Linked DNA regions of Mus musculus: regions 1 and 2 are each linked to region 3. A link is a contact called in public Hi-C data. All regions are on one chromosome and are shown on one strand. Each heading gives the region's core, a stretch centred on a gene start, on an enhancer-like site or on the middle of the called end of the contact. The rest is flanking DNA. Distances are from core to core; before and after follow the strand shown. Region 1 overlaps 1700113H08Rik (RIKEN cDNA 1700113H08 gene). Region 2 has its middle 7.1 kb from the start of Gm29915. Region 3 overlaps 4930555G07Rik (RIKEN cDNA 4930555G07 gene).

Region 1 (2,782 bases), core at 103-2,602, 190 kb before region 3:
CCCCCAAAACAAAACAACAACAACAAAAAAAACCCCAAAAAACAACAGTCTCCCCCACCACTCCGTGTCCTGTGGTATTAGTCTTCTGATTCCTTTGGAACACAGTTTCCCAAGGCAGAAGGCAGAAACATTTCCCTTATTGTAAGCATGGTGGTTGGTAGCTTTAGGTGGACACTGTGTCTGAGTGATGAAATTCAGGATAAATATTAATGAAGTGGCTGTCTCTGCCCAGCCTTGGGCATGTTTTCACATGGGTTGATTCTTACTAGATGTGTGTGTGTGGGGGGGGGGGGGGGGGAAGCAAGCATAAAGGCACGGAGGCTCCTGAAGCTATTCCTTCCAAGCTCACAGATCCCATCCAGTGTGTTGCTCATTGAGCAGGGCCCCTGCACAGCATCTTATGTGCTCAGGATGTAGAAGAAACGGGGAGGAACTACGGACAGTACAGGCTCTGATCCCATTGGAGATGGTCCTGCCAGGGCTTCCTCTCCGCAGGGTGACTGGTGTGCATGTATTTCCAAATGAGGAATCATGAGTGTTCCTCACCAGTCAAAGTGGCCCAGATGTCACTCACCCTGTGTAAAAAAAATGAAGACAAAGCTATAAACCATTATGCTATGCACTTTGAAATCCAGCTTCGGGAAATAGAATAGAATAATTGTTTTTTTTTTCTTTACATGAAACAATAAAGAAAACCCCACCATAGGTTGTTTATACACGTCTGTGGTTCTCTCTGGAGGGTGCCATTTTCAACTTGTTATTAAAGGGGATGCTGAGAGTTCTGACTTCACTGAGAATTTTAAGCTATTACAGTCTGGGCTATTTCCCTCCCTCCTGACACTCATTAAATTTTAGCTAGATGCACACTTTCTGTGTTCACCTGTGGGGGAAGACATATCTGAAATAAATATCTGTCAGGTATGTTGTTACTCTCAAAAATACGTCTAGTTTTAAGCCCCGGAAGAGGAGTGTGCTTAAAGGAAACACACGTTGTCAGCGGCATGTAGTAGAAGCTCATGTTCCAACAGAGGGGGCCCAGGATGTTCTCAGAAGTTCCCTGGCACATTTAATACTAGAAGGCTGGTTTGAAATTTTCCCATTCAACTCTACTAAAGAGTTGGGGGGGGGGGAGAAAAAAAACCACTTATCTTAAAGATTCATGATTCAAGCGGCCAATAGAACCTGCAGTTACCATAGTGCTGGGCCCTAGATTTCCCTTTAATGTAATTAAGCCTCAAGATTTATGAATACAACAGGCCAGAACTTGATCCGTGTTCGTTTTCAATTACTGCAGTGAAAGGGCTCTATCCAGATGTCTCTATTTATAGCATTCAAGCAGGCTGGGCCAGGGGATGGGGGTGGAGGGGGGGTCCAAATTGTCAACTTGTTAATTCTTCACAGAGGGTACTCAGCTGAGGTTCTGGCTTTGACCTTTTGACAAAAGGCTAGAGGCCCTGGGGGCGAGGGCATCAATGCTTCCAGGGACAACACGGGGAGCCCCAGGGGTCACTCTCTCTGCTTTGTAGGTATTTGTGTAATAATGGGGTCCGTTCCTTATTTTTTTTTATTTCTGTTACAGTTCTGGGAACATGGAAGGGGGGAAAACTGGCTCCAATGTAGATGTGAAAGACAAACATATATAATGAGAGCATCAGGTGTCCCCTGGCAACAGTAACTGGGATAAAATGCTACAGGGGAACACACAGTATGCAGTGACCCACATAATCGGGCCTATTTTGGGAGTATTGTTTTATTTTTCTTTTGAAGGGTGTTGTGTCTTTTTTTTTTTTTAATGTTCCCAGGTCTGCAATTTAGTTTTGCCAGGATTATCAGGACCTGTGTGTCTTTTCTCTCGACACAGTTAAAGGCTTATTTCTTTTTGGGAACAGGTTTTTAGCCACCAGAAACCCACCTGCTAGGGAAGCCTAAAAAAAAAAATCCATTTTCTTCTCTTTAATTAATTAATTTATTTATTTATCTTTGAAAAAGATTTCTGTGCTTTCCAGGACCACTCTACAGGCTTCTCGGACATGTGCAAAGTGTTTTCTTACACAAATGTGGATGTCTGCGTTGGAGATATCATTTTAAAAGGAAAATCCCAAACAAAAGGCTTAGAAATAAGAGCCCAGCGGGGGACGCAGACCCACTAATGAAACGGACCGCATCCAGTAAAAAGCCCCAAATCCTGCCCAGAGTTTTCCTTGGTGGCTCCCGTCCATCATTTCATTTTCCTAACTCACAGCCCTGAGTTGTTACCTTGTAAACAAGAATGAAGTCGGAGATTGTGTTTGCGGAACGATAATTGGTTGTTATATTAACGTGTGGCACAGTCAGAATCGTCGGTCAGTTCTCTTCTGTTTCAGACCTAAAAGGGACTGCAAACCTTCCTGGTTAGTCCCTTTAAGACAATTTTGTGTGTGTGTGTGTGTGTGTTTGAGTCATGACCTTTACAGGACTCAAATTTATTTCAATGAATTTAAACAGATTTGACTAGAACAAGGAATTTTTTGAAAATAGAGCCTCCACCCAGGCTCTGTAGCCCACTGTTGCCCTTCCTGAAACACCTCTTCCTTCTCCCGTTATTTAAGAAGTTATTTAATAATTCAGCACCAAATCTAATCAAGTTCAAAAACTTCATTATACATAAATGTACCCTTCTGGTTTCAATGAATATACTTTAGAAACAAACATCATTTCTAACTACTACTCACTCCCCCCCCCCCCCATTTTTTTTTTTAAAGAAATGTGTACCAGAAACGCAGGACAGGAGAACAGGGCTGAA
Region 2 (2,704 bases), core at 156-2,655, 210 kb after region 3:
TGTCTGTGTCTGTGCTGTGTCTGTGTGTCTGTGTCTGTGTCTGTCTGTGTCTGTGTCTGTGTCTGTGTCTGTGTCTGTCTGTGTCTGTGTCTGTGTCTGTCTGTCTGTCTGTCTGTCTGTCTGTCTCTCTCTCTCTCTCTCTCTTTCTCTCCTCTCTGATACAAGGTTATACCATGTAGCCCTGGCTGTCCTAGATGGAACTCACTCTGTAGACCAGGCTGGCCTTAAACTCAGGGATCCTCCTGCCACTGTTTCTCAAGTCCTGGGATTAAATGCATGAGCCGCTACCACCCAGCTAAACTAGGTTTTCCATGAAACAATATTTTAATAAAGTTGTGTTTATAGAGGCTTTTAAATGAGGGATAAAGAGAAAAAAAATGCAGTTAAATCTTGGACTCTGACTTTTGTCACAATATTTTTAGTGCAGTCATCAAGTTGGAGGAGTTTTGAACCCAAGAACCCCAGGTGCTCCAAGAAAAGGGGGTTTACAGCTCCTGCCAGCCACAACACAGAACCTGGAGGGTAAACTCCCCTAAGCCCATGCTAGGTGCTATCCTACCCAGGGAACATAAAAAAGCACATCCCTAAGTGATGGCCCCTTGTCAGGCACGCCCTTTCCCAGGTCACTTTGGTGTGAGTGCTAGGTGTGCAGCAAAGGTGGAGAGGGCCACTCTCCTGGACAGAAGAGCAGGAGCCTCACATTGGCTCTGGCTCTGCAGCTTGGTCCTAACAGCCTGGCCTGCACCTGCATCAAGAACTCCAGGCTCCTAATGAAGCTATTCACTTTTTCAATATGTCTTAAAAAGAAAAGAAAAAAAAAGTTGGAGAAAAACGAAACAAAACAAGCACAAAGTATATTTTATTGTGGCTTTTGGGATAAGGAGGGAGGGTGGGGGGACTGAGGGGGCAGTAATTTGCAGTCACCCTCACAGGAGCTTTTGAAGTTCTCCAAATAAGAAGAACTAATGCCGACTCTTTATTATTTTTTCTAAAGCCCCATTTACATTATGATTAAATACCTTCCTTGGATAAGCATAAAGAAAGTCGTTAATCTATATAGCTCTCCAAAGAATCAATACATTCTAAACTTTTGTAGGATTTGTTACACTCTATTTTCTTGTTACAGTAGGCCGGCCAGCTCTGTCTAGGCACATGGGTCTTCTTCCCCCAGCACCCCCCTCCGCACCTCCTCCAAGAATGAAAACAAAGCAAAGGTCTTTCACCGTAAACAAAACCAGCTGATTCTTCACAGAGAACCCCTGAATAGCTTGAGAAGAAGAAGAAGAAGAAGAAGGAAAAAAAAAAACTTACAATAAATGGTGCATTTTTTTCTCTGCTGGGTATAGTATTCAAGGATCAGGGCAGTATTCAAACAGAGGTCCATTTTTTTTGCTCAGCAAGAGAGTTTAGAAAAGAAGCGTGGGGTCCATTCAGAGCTTCCCCCTCACAATCACAGGGCTCTGTGAAACCTATCTTCCATGCCTTGTCAGAGTGTTTCTGGGGACCAATTAGCGCTTTGTTGCAAGGCTTCTTTGCTGAATCTTTGAGCAGCAGGAAAAAGCGCTCTTGAGTCTCCCCTTATTTTGACCATTTCAGTCATTACTCAGTGTAATAATTAATATGACAACTGGACGCTCCGGTTTGTATAGAAACACCTCAGCGACAGGAGCGAGTTTGCAGTGGGTGGTAATGAGCCGCACATCGGCTCCAGAAGCCACACACACAAAAAGGGAATGAATGGCGACAGAGAAAGAGAAGGAATAAAGATAAAATAGTTGGCACAACGCAGAGGGACATAAAACAGACTGGAACGGGGAGAGGGAGGAGGAACCGGGACAATTAGAAGGGGAGGGGTAAACACCCTGTGGAGGTTAACTTATTTTGAAACTGTTTTGTGAATAGAACCGTGGACGTGAGTGGCCAGATTTCAGTCCATCGCCCCCACCCTGTCCCCCGCCCCTTTATAGACCATCTTGGAACGAGGGGGTGAAAGCAGAGTGGGGACAGGGGCCGCTGCAGTCGTTAAATTGTTCTCAGACTCCTGGAAAGCTCACACCCTGGCTACCAACCTCAAATCCCACTCACTTGGTGCTCAGCAAAAGCCAAGTTATCTTGGAGGGACCAGAGCTATCCTACCATCCCGGGGATGAATGTAGGGGAAAAGACATTTCAGACGTGCATCAGCTCTGCACAGTCTACTGCTGCAGGGTCCGGAGCTAGCAGGGAGCTCTTGGGTAGCAGCGCAGCTACTGAGGTCCTAGTCTTGTGCTCTGCGCCCCTGGGCTGCGACCCCTATGGGATGGCATAATAAATTATTAGAGCATTTGAGTGTGTTGAGCGCAGCTCATGCTAATGAGGCAGATAAGAGCTTACCACTAAGCCCAGGAACCAAACAAAATCTCCCTAAATCCAAACTCTGCTGTTTCTGCCCCACCTTCATTCTGGAATTTCTGTCCCAAACCTTTTCCTTAATTCTGATTTTTTGCACACACCTCCCCTCCTTCAGCCACCCACTCTTCATTCCTTTCATCCAGGTGGAACTCCTTGTGAAGCCACCGCACTGCCTGCCCACTCTGAAGGTTTGCTCCCAGCCACATTGCTCAGTAAGATCACCTCTGTGACACTTTTCTTTATACAACATGGAATGAACCCTAGCTCATATCCTTAGAGTAGAACTGGAAAGCTCAGGAAATCCGGAGTTTCT
Region 3 (2,907 bases), core at 198-2,697:
GGGCATATAAAGTTTGCAAGTCCAATGGGCCTCTCTTTGCAGTGATGGCCGACTAGGCCATCTTTTGATCCATATGCAGCTAAAGACAAGAGCTCCCGAGTACTGGTTAGTTCATATTGTTGTTCCACCTATAGGGTTGCAGTTCCCTTTAGCTCCTTGGGTAATTTCTCTAGCTCCTCCATTGGGAGCCGTGTGACCCATCCAATAGCTGACTGTGATCATCCACTTCTGTGTTTGCTAGGCCCCGGCATAGTCTCACAAGAGAGAGCTATATCTGGGTCCTTTCAGCGAAATCTTGCTAGTGTATGCAATGGTGTCAGCATTTGGAAGCTGATTATGGGATGGATCACTGCATATGGCAATCACTAGATGGTCCATCCTTTCGTCACAGCTCCAAATTTTGTCTCTGTAACTCCTTCCATGGGTGTTTTGTTCCCATTTCTAAGAAAGGGTAAAGTGTCCACACTTTGGTCTTGTTCTTCTTGAATTTCATGCGTTTTCAGCCTGATTTCTTATAGAACCCAGGACCTCCATCCCAGGGATGGCATAACCATAAAGGCCTGGGTCTTCTCTCATTGATGACTAATTGAGAAACACCTTACAGCTGGCTCTCGTGGAGGCATTTCCTCAACTGAGGCTCCTTCCTCTCTGATGACTCTAGCTTGTGGCAAATTGGCACACGAAACAAGCCAATACATGTACCAGGGATGGTGGGGGATAAAGGCAGCTCCTTTCCATCAGGTTGTTCAAAGAGCATAGGAGAATTTCTAGGCAATAATACCACTTTAATCTTTATGGTTAAGTGCTAGAATGGACATATTCGAGAATACAACAGAAAACTGTAGAAAGCCAGATCTAGGATGCTGACCACTAGGAGGGTTTTTAGGGCAACCAGCAGAAATGTTTCTTATAATTTGTGGCATATAGACATTTGCAGGATATTTCCAGGGGGCAGTTGTGTGGGTGAGTACATGATTTAAAACGACGACATAAAATCCAATGGCGTGTGCATATTTTTACAGTCACCTGTCATGCTAACTCTGCCTCTCTGAGACCTTCCTCCTGAGTTACCTCAGCATTCACTTAGCTTTAGTGGAAGTAAGGCTAGTCTTTCCCTGAGTGGTTTGATGGGGTAGGCTGTTGCTGAAGATGTTAAAAATACAAGCAAACCTGCTAATCATTGCCAACAAAGCGGCTTAATCCTGGCTGACAGGCGATTTGTTTTGCAGCCTTTGGGGCAACAGAGAGATTGGAGTTTATAAAAAGAGGTAAATAGTCAGTTAGAGATTAGAAGCCCAAGCAAAGGGAAAGAGTCCTCTCCCCGCAGACCACACACTGATAGGGAATCTCCCTTGAGCAATTGTTCCACAGCAGTTCGTGTTTCTCCTCCCTCCCAAGCTTGGCTTCTCCAGTGCCCCTCCCTCTACCACCAAAGGCTTGATTGGCACTTGTCACTGCTGACAGAGAGGACACAGCCTCAGGAAGGAGGGAGGGGCTGCAGGAGGCAGGCCCTCAAAAGCCCCAGGAGTCAAAAGATGATTCAGTCTTTCTGCATGTGTATTGTCTCTCTCTCTAAATTATTCAAATCTGGGTGGTATCTTGGACAAGTGGCATTTTGACACAGCTTAAGGGATTGTCTCACTAACACTATTGAGCCAAAGCTGCCATCCTTTCAAAAATGTAAAAAGAGAGATCTTTACTATAATCTGATGTGTCTACAGGTGGAAGACAGTTACATTCAAAATCTTAAAATATTTTGATCAACTTATATTTATTTTTGACTTACTGTTTCATTCGATTCATGTAAGGGTGATCTTTATTAGCTAAAAGAAAGGAAAAAGCTCTTATTTGAGTCTTCTTTGAGAGTATCAAGAGCAGCTAGGTCCCTGTCAGATGCTTGTAAGACATGGCAAGGTTGCAAGCCAGCTGGCAAAGAATGCAAGTGTGGAATTTTCTAGATCAAAAAAAGTTTATTATTGTTTAATAACATCTTGAGTGTGGGATCTATAAGAAACTAGGCCTGGGGTTTCTCACGTCCTGATGCTAGACCAGGCATCCCATTCTTAGCTGTGGGCTCTTGGAATAGTAACAGCATAGCTCTACACTATATTTTCCCCATCTGGCAAACATGGAAGAAAACAGACCCCGTCTTCCTCTGATTTTAGCATCATGGAATTAATCGTTGAGTTATTTTTACACTCTTCTTTTCAGTGTAACATCACCTTTGTGGATGAAGACACTTACCAGAATTTAAATATGCAGTTGGCCTCTCTCACAACTTGTTTGTGCCTTGGCAGCAGGTTTGTACTGGACATCACTGAGTGGGATGACCAATAACGGCTGGAAGAGACAGGAGTTAGAATCTCCTGACTCAGTGTCAAACAATTCACTCTTCTACTTCTGTTGTCTTACTTCTGAAGTTTTATTTATTTGTTTTATCTGCAGATGGCAACCTAGATTTTTGTTTCCAGCATAGCGGGTTTTGCAGTAAATTTCATGCAGAAACATCTTCTCAAAACTGCTAATAAAACCAACAGGGTGCAGTGGCTGGTTAGCTTCTTAGGAAAGGATAAATGACATAGTTAACGAAAGCTAAAGCAGAGCCCCTTTGAGTGAACTGTTCTACTTAAAGCTCATATAACCTCTGAGTTGCATGTGGTCCTTTCTTATTTCTCTTTAGTTTGCTCCCCGGTTTAATAAAATAAAAATACAGAATAGCCAAGAAATATGCAACTAAAACAACGAAGAATAATTGCATAGTATCTAGGATAAATTTAGAGCAAGTGGCTATTTTCTATTTATCTGAAATTCAAATTAAACTGGGCATTCTGTGCTTTATCTGACAACTCCTAAAAAGCCTCCAGCTTGCCTTTCAGAGGCTGGACAGGTCTGCTCTTGCCAGAGTTT

Evidence for each region. Hi-C and Micro-C count contacts between places; a contact is called where the count stands out from the background.
Region 1: a Hi-C map of the N1E-115 cell line shows a contact between it and region 3, with 4 times the contacts expected there. The contact joins two enhancer-like sites. A contact is called at or near these places in 7 of 39 promoter capture datasets (3T3-L1-derived adipocytes, the HPC-7 cell line, cranial neural crest and 3 more), 1 of 15 datasets of contacts at CTCF or cohesin (pro-B cells), 1 of 484 Hi-C or Micro-C datasets (the N1E-115 cell line) and 1 of 115 datasets of contacts at active chromatin or transcription factors (embryonic stem cells).
Region 2: a contact with region 3 is called in a Hi-C map of the N1E-115 cell line, with 6 times the contacts expected there. The contact joins two enhancer-like sites. A contact is called at or near these places in 4 of 39 promoter capture datasets (cranial neural crest, embryonic stem cells, liver and 1 more), 1 of 484 Hi-C or Micro-C datasets (the N1E-115 cell line), 8 of 115 datasets of contacts at active chromatin or transcription factors (embryonic forebrain, embryonic hindbrain, embryonic midbrain and 5 more) and 3 of 9 other capture datasets (embryonic stem cells, embryonic tail and pancreatic islet).

What each region holds. Positions count from the first base shown.
Region 1 is chr10:87,100,444-87,103,225 of GRCm38.p6, forward strand. All of the region lies in intron 2 of 1700113H08Rik (RIKEN cDNA 1700113H08 gene), which reads left to right. Among named protein-coding and RNA genes, the nearest start is that of 1700113H08Rik, 44 kb to the left of the region's middle. Within about 2 kb of position 1,353, at least 20 of the 459 cell types and tissues checked have an H3K27ac peak or open chromatin away from gene starts, as enhancers often do. A contact at or near this core is called in the N1E-115 cell line, where this site is marked.
Region 2 is chr10:87,499,581-87,502,284 of GRCm38.p6, forward strand. No RefSeq gene overlaps it. Among named protein-coding and RNA genes, the nearest start is that of Gm29915, 7.1 kb to the right of the region's middle. Within about 2 kb of position 1,406, at least 9 of the 459 cell types and tissues checked have an H3K27ac peak or open chromatin away from gene starts, as enhancers often do. A contact at or near this core is called in the N1E-115 cell line, where this site is marked.
Region 3 is chr10:87,292,099-87,295,005 of GRCm38.p6, forward strand. All of the region lies in intron 2 of 4930555G07Rik (RIKEN cDNA 4930555G07 gene), which reads left to right. Among named protein-coding and RNA genes, the nearest start is that of 4930555G07Rik, 63 kb to the left of the region's middle. Within about 2 kb of position 1,448, at least 2 of the 459 cell types and tissues checked have an H3K27ac peak or open chromatin away from gene starts, as enhancers often do. A contact at or near this core is called in the N1E-115 cell line, where this site is marked.